2 separate regions of the Mus musculus genome follow, and region 2 is linked to region 1. A link is a contact called in public promoter capture Hi-C data. All regions are on one chromosome and are shown on one strand. Each heading gives the region's core, a stretch centred on a gene start, on an enhancer-like site or on the middle of the called end of the contact. The rest is flanking DNA. Distances are from core to core; before and after follow the strand shown.

Region 1 (5,857 bases), core at 2,484-4,983:
CCAAATAACAGGAAACAGATACCCAACTGGACATCTCTCACCATCAAATAAAGGACCAGAAGTGAGCTACACCACAGTTGAGTTGTTGGCAAAGGGGGCCCATGGGAACCATGAAACAATCTAAGCTTTTTTTTTTTAAAGGTTTATTTATTATTATATGTAAGCACACTGTAGCTGTCTTCAGACACACCAGAAGAGCACGTCAGATCTCATTATGGATGGTTGTGAGCCACCATGTGGTTGCTGGGATTTGAACTCAGGACCTTTGGAAGAGCAGTCAGTGCTCTTAACTGCTGAGCCATTTCACCAGCCCCAACCTAAGCTTTTGGTTGATCTCCATAACACTGCAGGTGGCCCAGAACCTGATACCAGAGAGCCCAGGTACCTAGGGGAAAACTGACTACGACTTCTTGGCTGAAGAGACATAGTCACACAGTGACTACTAACAACACTGTGCTATATTCAAAAATGAGTGCCTTGCTCCGCCATCATCACGGAAGCTTCTCCCTGTAGTAAATGAAAACAAACACAGACCCACAGCTAGGCTATGTGCAGAGAGTAAGACCTGGAACACCTCTGAATGAGGTGTCCATCAAAGCCCGCCCTCGGGGCTCAGGGAAGCCCGTGGAAGAGGAGGAAGAAAGATTGTAAGAGCTAGGTGAGATGGGCAACATGAAAGAAAGGAGGCCTTCTAAGCTCAGGAGTGATGCACAGAGGGACTGACAGAGACGGAGGAAGCACAAATCCTGCACAGACAGGTCCAGCCCAACAGGGTCCCAGCCCTGAGAGGGCAAGAGGACCACAAGCTCCCCCTCTAACCCAGAAGCTATCTCCAATTGATAACTACTCACAAATGAAAGATTAGTTCAGTCCAACCAAGTTTCACTGGGAACACAAATCACTACCAAGGTGCCATCATGCCCAGCAGTAGATAATCAACAGGAAGTTAACTCAGAGAACCTTTGGAGGAAGGTTCTCTGTCTCATGGCTTTCCAGTCTTTTTTTTTTTTTTTTTAACTTATGGATCCTTTGTGTATATATTATGGCTTCTGTTTGTTTTTTATGGGATTCCTATGTGTATAAACATTTGTGCTTCTGCATATATGTATTTCTCACGCTTTTTCTTTGGTTCTGTTTCTTCTTTTTGCTCATTTGTTTTGTCCTATTCTAGCTTTTGCTTTATATCATTATCATCATCGTTATTCAGATACCAGCTTGTTTTCTAACAGGAAGCAGAAAGGTTGTAGATTCAGACTGGAGGGAAGGTGAGAAGGATCTTGGACAAGTCAAGGGAAGGGAAAAATGTAATCAGAATGTATTGTATGAAAAGTCTGTTTTCAACAAAGGAAAAACTAAAACGCACGGTCTGATCATTCCAGCACAGCTGTCACCTTCTGGGTCTGGTTTTGATGCTTGCCATGCTCATTCAAACTATGGTTTGCCTTGCTCTGTGCCTTGCAATTTTTTTTATTAAAAGACAGATATAATTTACTGAGTAAAAGGGGAAAATGTTCTACAGTTTTTAATTTTTTATTTTATCTGAGTCTTTAGGTGAGCTTATAAACTTTAGTTATTCTCAGGGGGTTTTTTTTGTTTTTTGTTTTTTGGGTTTTTTTGTTTTGTTTTGTTTTGTTTTTTTTGGTTTTTCCATACAGGGTTTCTCTGTGTAGCCCTGGCTGTCCTGGAACTCACTCTGTAGACCAGGCTGGCCTCGAACTCAGAAATCCACCTGGCTCTGCCTCCTGAGTGCTGGGATTAAAGGCATGCACCACCACGGCCGGCCTCAGGTGTTTTTTTTGGTTGGTTAGTTGGTTGGGTTTTTGTTTTGTTTTGTTTGGTTTGGTTTGGTTTGGTTTGGTTTGGTTTGGTTTGGTTTGGTTTGGTTTTGAATTCTCAGCCCCTTACAAGGAATAGGATTCTAGAACTAGAGAGGACTGAAGATGCCCATCTCCCTTCTCCCTGACTGGATGAGCACAGGGAAAACTCATGCTGAGTTAAGCCCTGGTCAAGTCATTTTTGAGGGCAAGCCTCCTTAAGAACACACATGTTTACATTGATACTACCTCTAGAGCAGTGGTCCCAGCCTCCCTAATGCTACAACCCTTTATACAGCTCCTCATATTGTGGTGACCCCAACCATAATTATCTCATTGCTACTTCATAACTATCATCTGGTTGTTATGAATCGTAATGAAAATATCTCATGTTCAGGATACCTGATACGTGATCCCTATGAAAGGATCATTCGACCCCCAGAAGGGTCATGACCCACACGTGACAAACACTGCTCTAAAGGAAACAGTAGGAAAATTTTTCTCCCTCCTTCCCTGAAAAATCGTGAAAATAAACTTCTCAAAGTATGAGAATACTCCACTCCACATGACTGCATCCTCCGTCGTTTACAAAAGTCAGACTAAACTACAAAGTGCCTACAGCAATAGGTCAATCACTCTTCAGTTTCTGGCCCTAGTACTGCTTCTTGCAATGATGAATTTCTAGTCTGATGGATTGTGATTCTCTGTATTCCTGTTTCTGTTTCGGGGGGCAGCAGCTCTCCCTGCGTGACTTCACTTCTGTAAGAATTATGAATTCCTCAACTTGTTCAACTTCTTACAGGAGTATAACTTATAATATCCACATGTGGTGGTTTGACTGGAAATGGCTTGTATATTTGAATATTTTAATCACCAGACACTGGAATCATTTAAAAGGATTAGGAGGCACGAATACAAGATTAGTTTTAAGTAAGTTGGGTTTTAAGCACTGAGATACCCTAATACACACTGGCTTGGTACTTCAAGCCTGGAGTTTAGGAACACTACCCTGACTGGAGACAGACTATGGTGATCATCCTATTAATTATATACGTTAAAAGCCAGGGTGTGAGTTAGTGTGAAGTGAGAGAAGGGCTTTGAACAGTACCGTGGAGAATGTCAACCCTTAAAGTGTGTAATCAGGAAATGAGCCATGAAAAAGACAAAATGCGGTGTTTTAGTGGGTACATTTCAACACAAGCAGCATTTGGGATTACATCAGCAAATACAGCAGCCTCTGTCTCCACATAGTTGGTCCACTCTTAAAAGGGGCCCACTCTGCTCCCTCGGTTCCCTTCCTGAAAACTTCTCTCCGTGTCCGATGGTCCCTGAAATCCCAGGACCTGGTCGTAACCTGCTGAAATCCGAGGTCGGGCTGTTGCTAGGATGGGCACCTCTCCCTCTAGTGTTCCTTCAAAGCCCTTGAGGGCCGCAGTGTTGACTCGTCCTGGACCCAGACCCGCAAAACAAGGGGCTGCATTAGCTCGCTAGCGCATGCAACCCGCAAATCAGTAGCTCGCTAGCTAGCGCGTGCAAGCCCGGGAAGAGGGGGGCGGGGGGACCGCGGACAGGGACACACGGAAGGCGTGGCTTGTTCTACACGTGCTTTCCCACACGTGTTACCACACGCTATATTTCTCTCACGTCTAACGTACAAAGACTGCACGAAAATTAGACAAGGAAATACCACAGAGATGCTTTGCAGGGGCTCAGTTGAGCCAGCCTGGAATAAAGCGCTTCACGGCCCCAAAACTACTGCCTCCCCAGCAACGGAGCGCAGTAGCCGAAACTCAGGCTCCGAAACGCGGGCCCCGCCCTTCCGGTATTAGGCCCGCCTCCCAGCCGAGTCCCGCCCTACGCACAGCCACCTCCTCCCGCCCTCACGTACGCCCCGCCTACATCGAAGGCCCGCCTCCCGCGCACAGCCCCTCCCCTCACGCACGGTCCAGCCCTCACCCGGGTTCCGCTACACTCGTGAACCTTAGCGCTCGATCCCGAACTAGCGGCCATGGCGAACCAGGTATGGAGGCGCGCGGTGGGCCGGAGCAGAGGAGGGGAACGCCCGGGTGGCCCGCTGCCGCCCGCCGGGGAAGGCGAGCGCAGCCGCAGCGAGGGCATGGAGGCTTTGTTTCGGCGCCGCGCTTGGAGAGCAGCTCTGCTTTCTGCTCTGCTCCGCCGGAGCCCGGTGGGCTGAGGCCCGCGCCCGTCACGCGGGACGGAAGAACTTGCCCGGGTCGCGCCCGGGTTGCAGGATCAGATTTGGAGCGCGGGCCGTGCTCAAAACTCCCAAGCAAAGTTAGGCCCTTCCTTCGACCTTGGCTTTCTACGTGCAGCACGGTGTACCTGTTTTTTTCAAATCACGTTATTTGACTTTCAAGTCCATCTCCAGTAAACCCAGTGAGTGGCTTGCAACCTTTATTCTGTCAACACATTTCATAAGCGTCAAGTGAACTGATCAAAACCCAGCATTTCTCACTAGGTTTGGTTCCGTGGTTAAGAAGGTCTGTACTGAGTGTAATCGCTCTAGTAGCTCATTGCTTTAGATGCGCGATATAAATTTCATATGGAATTGTAAACTTTACAGAGCCACATAAAATTAATTCTAATGGTATGTTTACCCAACCTGATACTCGCAATATTATTTCCACGTTATAAGTATTTTTAAATTGAGATATTCTTCACTCTTCTAAGCTTTCAAATTTTTACATCATACCTGATTTCAGTTCACACTTGTCCTTTATCTATAGTGTTCAATAGCCACCTGTGGCAAATGGCTAATGCATTAGTTAGCACAGTTATAAGAGATGGTTATAGTATTTTTACCCCCATTTGGATATTTCTTAGGATCCTTTCCACTGGGAAGTATTGCACTAAAGTGATGCTATATAAGCCATCCCAAGGAAAAGATAATTAGGTCGCATAATACTAAGCTTGAATACTAACCTTGAATTACTTGCCAAACCTAGTGAAAGACTCTGGGTGGGATTTTGCTTGGCTTGTCCATTGTTGTGCTAGGACTCAAATCCAAGGCCTTGTGCATTCAAGGCACATGCTCTACCATTGAGCTACACCCCAGCTTGGGACATGTATTCCATAGTCTTCTTTCCTTTTCTTTCTTTCCTCCTCTTCTTCTTCCTTTTCCTCCTCCTCCTCCATCTCTTCCCCACCTCCCACCCTCCTTTAAGATGTGTGTGTGTGTGCCTGTGTGTGTGTATATGCATGCAGGAGCCTGTGGAAGCCAGGGGGTGGCACAGATCCTCTGGAACTAGAATTACAGGTAGCTGTGAGAGTGTAGATGCATAGGACTGAACCTGGAGTTTTCTGCAAGAGCAGTAGGTGGGTGCTCTTAACCACTGAGCCATCTCTTCAGCCCTTTGATTTTATATATATGTATACACAATTTAAATATAAATAATATATATGCACATATTTGTTGTCCTGGTTGATGGTGGTTTAGGGTGGAAGGTTTGAGATGGAATCTCTCCATGTAGCCCTGTCGGTCCTGGAACTTGAAGTGTAGATCTAGCTGGCCTCGAGCTCACTGAGAGCCACTTGCCTCTGCCTCTGAGCGCTGGGACTAAAGGTTTGCCTCACTGTATCTGGCCCTTTAATTTTATGTTATTCACTGTGTGATTTATGTGAGACCTAAAAACAATTCTCCATCTCACTTAGAGGTTATAAGCTTTTCTGTGAATATGCTGTTCAATTTAGTTTTATTTATTTAGCTTTGCGTGTGTCTGAGTTTGTAGCGTGTGTGTGTGTGTGTGTGTGTGTGTGTGTGTGTGTGTTTATGTTTATGCGTGTTCACAGGTGGGTATGTCAAGGTCTCAGGCTGACATCAGGTCTTCAATTGCTCCACCATACATTGAATCAGGGTCTTTCACTTGAACCCAGAGCTCTCCAGGCCAGTTACTCGATCCAGCCAGCTTGATCTGCCTCCAGGTGTTATGCTGGGGAGCTGAACTCTGGGCCTCAGGCCTGCACGGGCAGGAGCTGTACGCCCTGGACCCTCTCCACAGCCTGGCACACTAACATGAGCAGCA
Region 2 (5,518 bases), core at 1,002-3,501, 3.0 Mb before region 1:
GCCTGTTCCTAGCAAGGCGAGGGCAGAAGGATCATGAGTTCGAGATTACCCTCAGTGACGTCTGAAGCCGCCTGCGTCACAGGAGACCCTGACTGAAACTGAGAGGACGCCAGAGTGGTTGTTATTTTTAAGAAACAGTGCTAACATCAAATATTTCATAATTCTAGAGAGAAAGCTACTGCACACTGTTGGTTTAGGAGGGGCAAGGTATGGCTGAATTTCCTGAGTGGCTTTAATAAGAATTATTTACTGACAGAATGAATAGACCTGTAAGGACATAAGCTTATAAGGCTTATAAGGCTTTCTAGCCACTAAACAAAGAGTCATAACCTGCTTCAACAACATTTCATCCACAAAAACCTGAAACTAACATAAATGCAGCCACAGTCATAACCAACACATGCAAGATGCCCTTCAGTAGGGTGAGAAAAAAACGGATTAAACTCCTAATTAATGTGTATTATTAAGACAAATTGGCAAAGCAGAACAATGCCACAAAATGACTATGCCTCTTTGGCTTTGAATTCCCAGTTTTAGTGAATTACATTCAAGACTATACCATTCAGAAGAGAAAAAACAATTGGTTTATGTATACTAACATTAAACTACTACAACGCACTTATTTGAAATATAGAACTCTAAATTTCAAGCTATAAAGGGGCAGGAAGGCAGAGGACAAGATCAGTACTGTCAGAATACCTGCAGGAGGGTTACACGAAACAGTGCCGAGGTAAAGAAATGGCAGGGGAGGGAAGTCAAGTCATGTACTTGCTACAGTTTTTAAAAATAAGGGCACAGGACCAAGAAATTTTGATATTTATAGAGAACAGAAGATTTGGAATTTTTTGTTCTTGTTACTTTTATGTTACTTCAAGTGTCTGCATGTTTCCTTGGTGTGGATTCGTCAGCTACAGTGCTTTCTAATCTCTTTCATACACTCTACTGGATCTAATGTTTAAACACGTTAAAAGCTTAAAACCTACTTGTTAACAGAGCAGTTGTCAGTGACAATTAAAAAAAAAATCTCTCTGTTAAAGTCTGTATGGTATAGGTGTATCCATATAAACACATGAGTCTCTTTTGTTTTTACTTTTTATCCCTGGGAGGGGCGAGTATCAAATGCACATCTGTTTGAGGAACTCACTCAGGAAAAGCCAAACTGCAAACAAAATAATTTCCTTGGAATGGGGCTGACACCCATCTCCAAATACTCCTCAACAATTTGGTATGAACTCCATCTTCTGGTACACGGAATTACTTTTTCTTCCAAGTCTCCCAATTATTGTATTTCAAGTCAAATGTCTCTAGACTACTCACCTCCGAGTTATCTAAATTCATGTTTGCATTCGCTGATATTAGGGACCTCAGGCACTGCTGATTTTGTCACCATCTCATACAGTCTGCGGACACGGTTTAGAAAAATTTAACCTACACCATCATGCTCCAAACCCAACACAATCTATCAAGTACTGACTGCATTCTGCATATAGTCAAGATATTTATTACTGAGCTGCGGGAACCTTTTCATACAGGCAGAACCTTAATTCACAATAGATTCAATGCTCCAAAATCATAGAGCCTAGGAATACATCCGGCTACTTTTTCTGCACCTCAACTTGCTCCAGGAACTGTAGTTATGGAGGTGACCTCAAATGCCTCCATGATAGGTGACTTCAAGCCTCCAAGTGCTGTCGGGAAGGGAGGTCACTGGTGATTTCGTTAATACAGGCATCATACACGGGCATGGCGTGGAGGCAGTACTTCTTCCCCACGCGCTGGGCGCCTCACACAGCGAGGACTTGGAAAGTGCTTTACAAGATGCATGCGACAGTGAGTTCAGGAACGAGCCGCGTCGCTCCTACCTCAGCACCTACTCCCCGGCATTAACCCGTTGGGTCGGTCGCCCGGGAAAGGAACCCTTCCCGGGGCCGCCTCGCGCCGCGCAGGCGCACGCCGGCCGCGGGTCACGTGCCAAGGCCTGACGCCCCGCCCCGGCCCGCCCCGCGCCGCGCCGCGCTCTCCACCGCTGCCCCCACGGGGGCGGCGCGCGAGGATGGGACGGCGGCGGGAGGGTTACCTGTGAGGCGGGCGAACCCGGTGATGCTGTCGGGGACCGGGAGCTGCTTGAGGTAGGCGGGCAGCTGCACCTTCACGATGCGGGCCACGCTGTCCAGGACCATCCTGCCGCCGGCGGCGTCCGCTGCCCGGCTGCTGCGCTTGCGTGAGAGCGGAAGCGGCCGGCGGGCTCGCGGGCTCGGGCGGGAGGTGGCCCGCCGGGCCGCGATTGGCGCGCGGCGAGTGACGTGCGCGCTGCGGAGCGGAGCCGAGCGCAACGCAGCGCCCAGCGTACGGAGCCCGGCCTGTCCTCGGCTCGGCTGCGGGGGTGGGCGTCCGCTTTCGACCCTTGACGTCTGCGGAAGCGGGTGGCCGGGTTTTGAAAGAAACCCAAAGTTACCCACTGATTGTTTTTTCCTCCGCAACTTTAGTCAGTTCTGCCCAAGCAGTCAAAGGCTTTTCTTTTTAAAGGGGGGAAATGTGTTTGCCCCCCACCCCCTTTTTTAGACAGTCATGTAACCCAGCCTGAACTGACATTCAGGAGGCTGATAACTATGAGTATCTTCATCTTCCAAATGCTGGGATAACCACGCTTGTCTTGTGGAGTTTCTGTGACACGGGGCTTACGTCTTGTAAAATGTAAAGGTATTGGAGTGGTTTTACTTACCTATCTTGGCTGAGGTTAGAATAGCCAGGGTAATGCATTCGCTGTGGAGTTAAGGGCTTTTGACCCAGGAGCCTACTGTTGAATAGCAAGCTAGTCAGATGAGCAGGCTTGAAGGTCACTGAGGATGGACCGACCCCAAGTTCAGTCTGCAGCTTACAATCCTCGGAACTGAAACTGCAACTCTGATTACTGGTCAAAAAAAAAAAAAAATCTCTGGCCTTGGTGAAAACATGACATTCTAAACTGAGCCAAAGATCTTAAGTTTGCTATCTGGTGCTGAAAAGGAGAGCTTTCTGGGAAGAATAAAGGTGTAACCACTGTTCTCCCTCCTTTATGAGTTCATCCAAATGGGCCTATCAAGGAAATCGGAAAATTGTCTATTCAAGAGACTTAAATAGTACAAAGCCTACTTAAAAAACATGTCACAACACCATAGTTTAGCTGTTATCCACTGTCACCTCATGAAATTGTTCACCTCTATAGTGTTCCCTTTGGTCTCTTCTCCCCTTTGTGAGTACCCTACTTTATCATTTAATAAACTCTTGTCTTCACTATCCTGTGTCTCGTTTAAATTCTTTAAACAGACCACAAGTACTAGAGCTAAGGGAAGGCCAGAGCAAGTACCTGGTAAAAGTATCCTGGAAACTTGACATCAGTGTTCTGTAACATTCAGCATTTGGTATGCCCACGTAACATCGAGCTGTAATCAGCTTTATTTTTTTGTTGGTATTTTAAGTTTGAAAAGTAAACTGTTGGGGGGGGGTGGGTATGGGGGACCTTTGGGATAGCATTGAAAATGTAAACGAGGAAAATACCTAATTTAAAAAAAAAATCTAAAAAAAAAAAAAGAAAAGTAAACTGTTCTTTGAACTGTTTAAATTTAACTCTGATCATTTTTTTCACTAAAACACTAAAAAGAAAAGTAGCAGGTGATGAAAAGTTTTTTTAAAATTACTATCATTTTTAACCTGATCAGATTGACCAAGTACAATTGGATAATTGAAGGTTTTTGGATATAGAACATGTCTATGAGCTATGGCATAGCAAATGATACACCAAAAAGTGGTGATTTAAAAGATTACTGTTTCCATTAGGATTTCCATATTTCCATTCCTTTTGGGAGGTTAGGTTTTTTGTTTATTTGTTTTGTTTTGTTTGTTTTTGTCTGAAGGAAAAAAGGTCCCAAAGTTGTTTGTCTTAAAAGGAGTGAAATTTAAGCATTCTTGCCCTCTGAACTGTATTACCTCTGCTAATCAGGTATACCGTCCTTGTGGAAATGGTTGAAGTAGGAGGTAAGTTGAACATAGGGTACACTGAAGAATGTCTGCGAAAGGACATTGGATATTTCTTTTAATTCATCATGACAAGGACAAAATAGGCTATGTTGAATGACATTCTTAAGACCTCTACAGTTTTTCATTTGGGATAAAAGGTAGAAACCTGTCTTAGAAACACAAATATTCAAGTGCCAGATTACAATTCAGTGTACTCAGACACCAGTGTCACCATATAGGGTATGTCTAATACCCAGAGAGACTCAACAATTCAGCACACTCAGACACCCTTGTCACCACATAGGGTATGTCTAATACCCAGAGAGACTCAGTATTCTTTAGAGCCACAGTTGGCAATACCACCACTGCAATTGTTGTTTTCCTTTGAATGTTTTTGAATTCCATATAAAAAGAATTACAGGTGTGTGTGTGTGTGTGTGTGTGTGTGAGAGAGAGAGAGAGAGAGATTAGCTTCCTCTCAGCAGTATTTGTAGATACTGGATTGATATTTTTGATGGAAGCTTATATGCCTAAAACTTTTTTTCCTTGAAATTTAGAAAAGTATGGATCATATATTAGCTGTTTCTGTTGAATGGCACGAGCTATGTTAAAGGATAGTCTTATAGTCCCATCAGAATTTATATCCTGTTTCACTTCTTTTCTCTTTAAATTTCTTCTTTTAGTGTGTCTGTGTTTTGCCTGCATGTATGTCTGTGTACCACATGCATGCCTGGTAGTTATGAAGACCAGAAAAGGCATCAGATACCTAGGGACTGGAGTCACCGACTGTTGTAAGCCCCTATGTAAATGCTGGGACTCAAACCCAGGCCTTCGGTAGAGCAGCTGGTGCATTTACTCACTGACTGTCTGTTCACCCTCTTATTTTTATTTCTTTTAAATAGATGCAGATAGTCGAATATAATCTTGCAAATACCATTACATCTGGTACATTTCCAGTATTTTTCATTTGTAACAGTCTACTTTATTGGCTAGCTGGACTATATCTGATATTAACTGAAACTCAAGCAGCTGGGTACTCCTGTAAGGAATTTTTTCTTAAATAACTTGAAGTGGGAAGACCCAACTTTAATCCCGATCTTTTGAAGTAGGAAGGTCTATATTTAATCTGGGCCACACCTTCTGCTGGTAGCCTATATAAAGGACATGGAAGAAGGAAGCTTTTCTGTCTAGTTCTCCTTCTCTCTGGCAAGTCCATTCCTTCACTAGCATTAGAGCCCACTTCTTTGGTATTCGGGTATATATTGAAGCCCAGCTGATACATCCAGTTTCATAGACTGAATAGCTACCGGATTCGAGGATTATCCATTGGTAGCCAGCCATGTTGGACTAGCTGGACCATAGCCTGTCAGCCATTCTAAAATAATACCCTAGCTAGAGACAGAGAGGAGAAAGATGGATGGTAGTCATATAGATGGATAGATGGACTGATGGACAGATGAATAGACAGATACATTCTATAAGTCTGTTATTCTAGAACTCTAAAACATTGGGTATTCTTTTT

What was found. Promoter capture Hi-C pulls out the DNA fragments that hold promoters and counts their contacts.
Region 2: a contact with region 1 is called in a promoter capture Hi-C map of pre-B cells. The contact joins the promoter of Cisd2 here to the promoter of Adh5 in region 1. A contact is called at or near these places in 2 of 39 promoter capture datasets (hippocampal neurons and pre-B cells) and 1 of 115 datasets of contacts at active chromatin or transcription factors (astrocytes).

What each region holds. Positions count from the first base shown.
Region 1 is chr3:138,439,360-138,445,216 of GRCm38.p6, forward strand. It overlaps Adh5 (alcohol dehydrogenase 5 (class III), chi polypeptide), which reads left to right and starts at 3,734. Exons shown (of 9, transcript NM_007410.3): 1 at 3,734-3,834. The coding sequence starts at 3,823.
Region 2 is chr3:135,421,182-135,426,699 of GRCm38.p6, forward strand. Cisd2 (CDGSH iron sulfur domain 2) reads right to left here and starts at 2,252. Exons shown (of 3, transcript NM_025902.3): 1 at 2,078-2,252. The coding sequence starts at 2,180.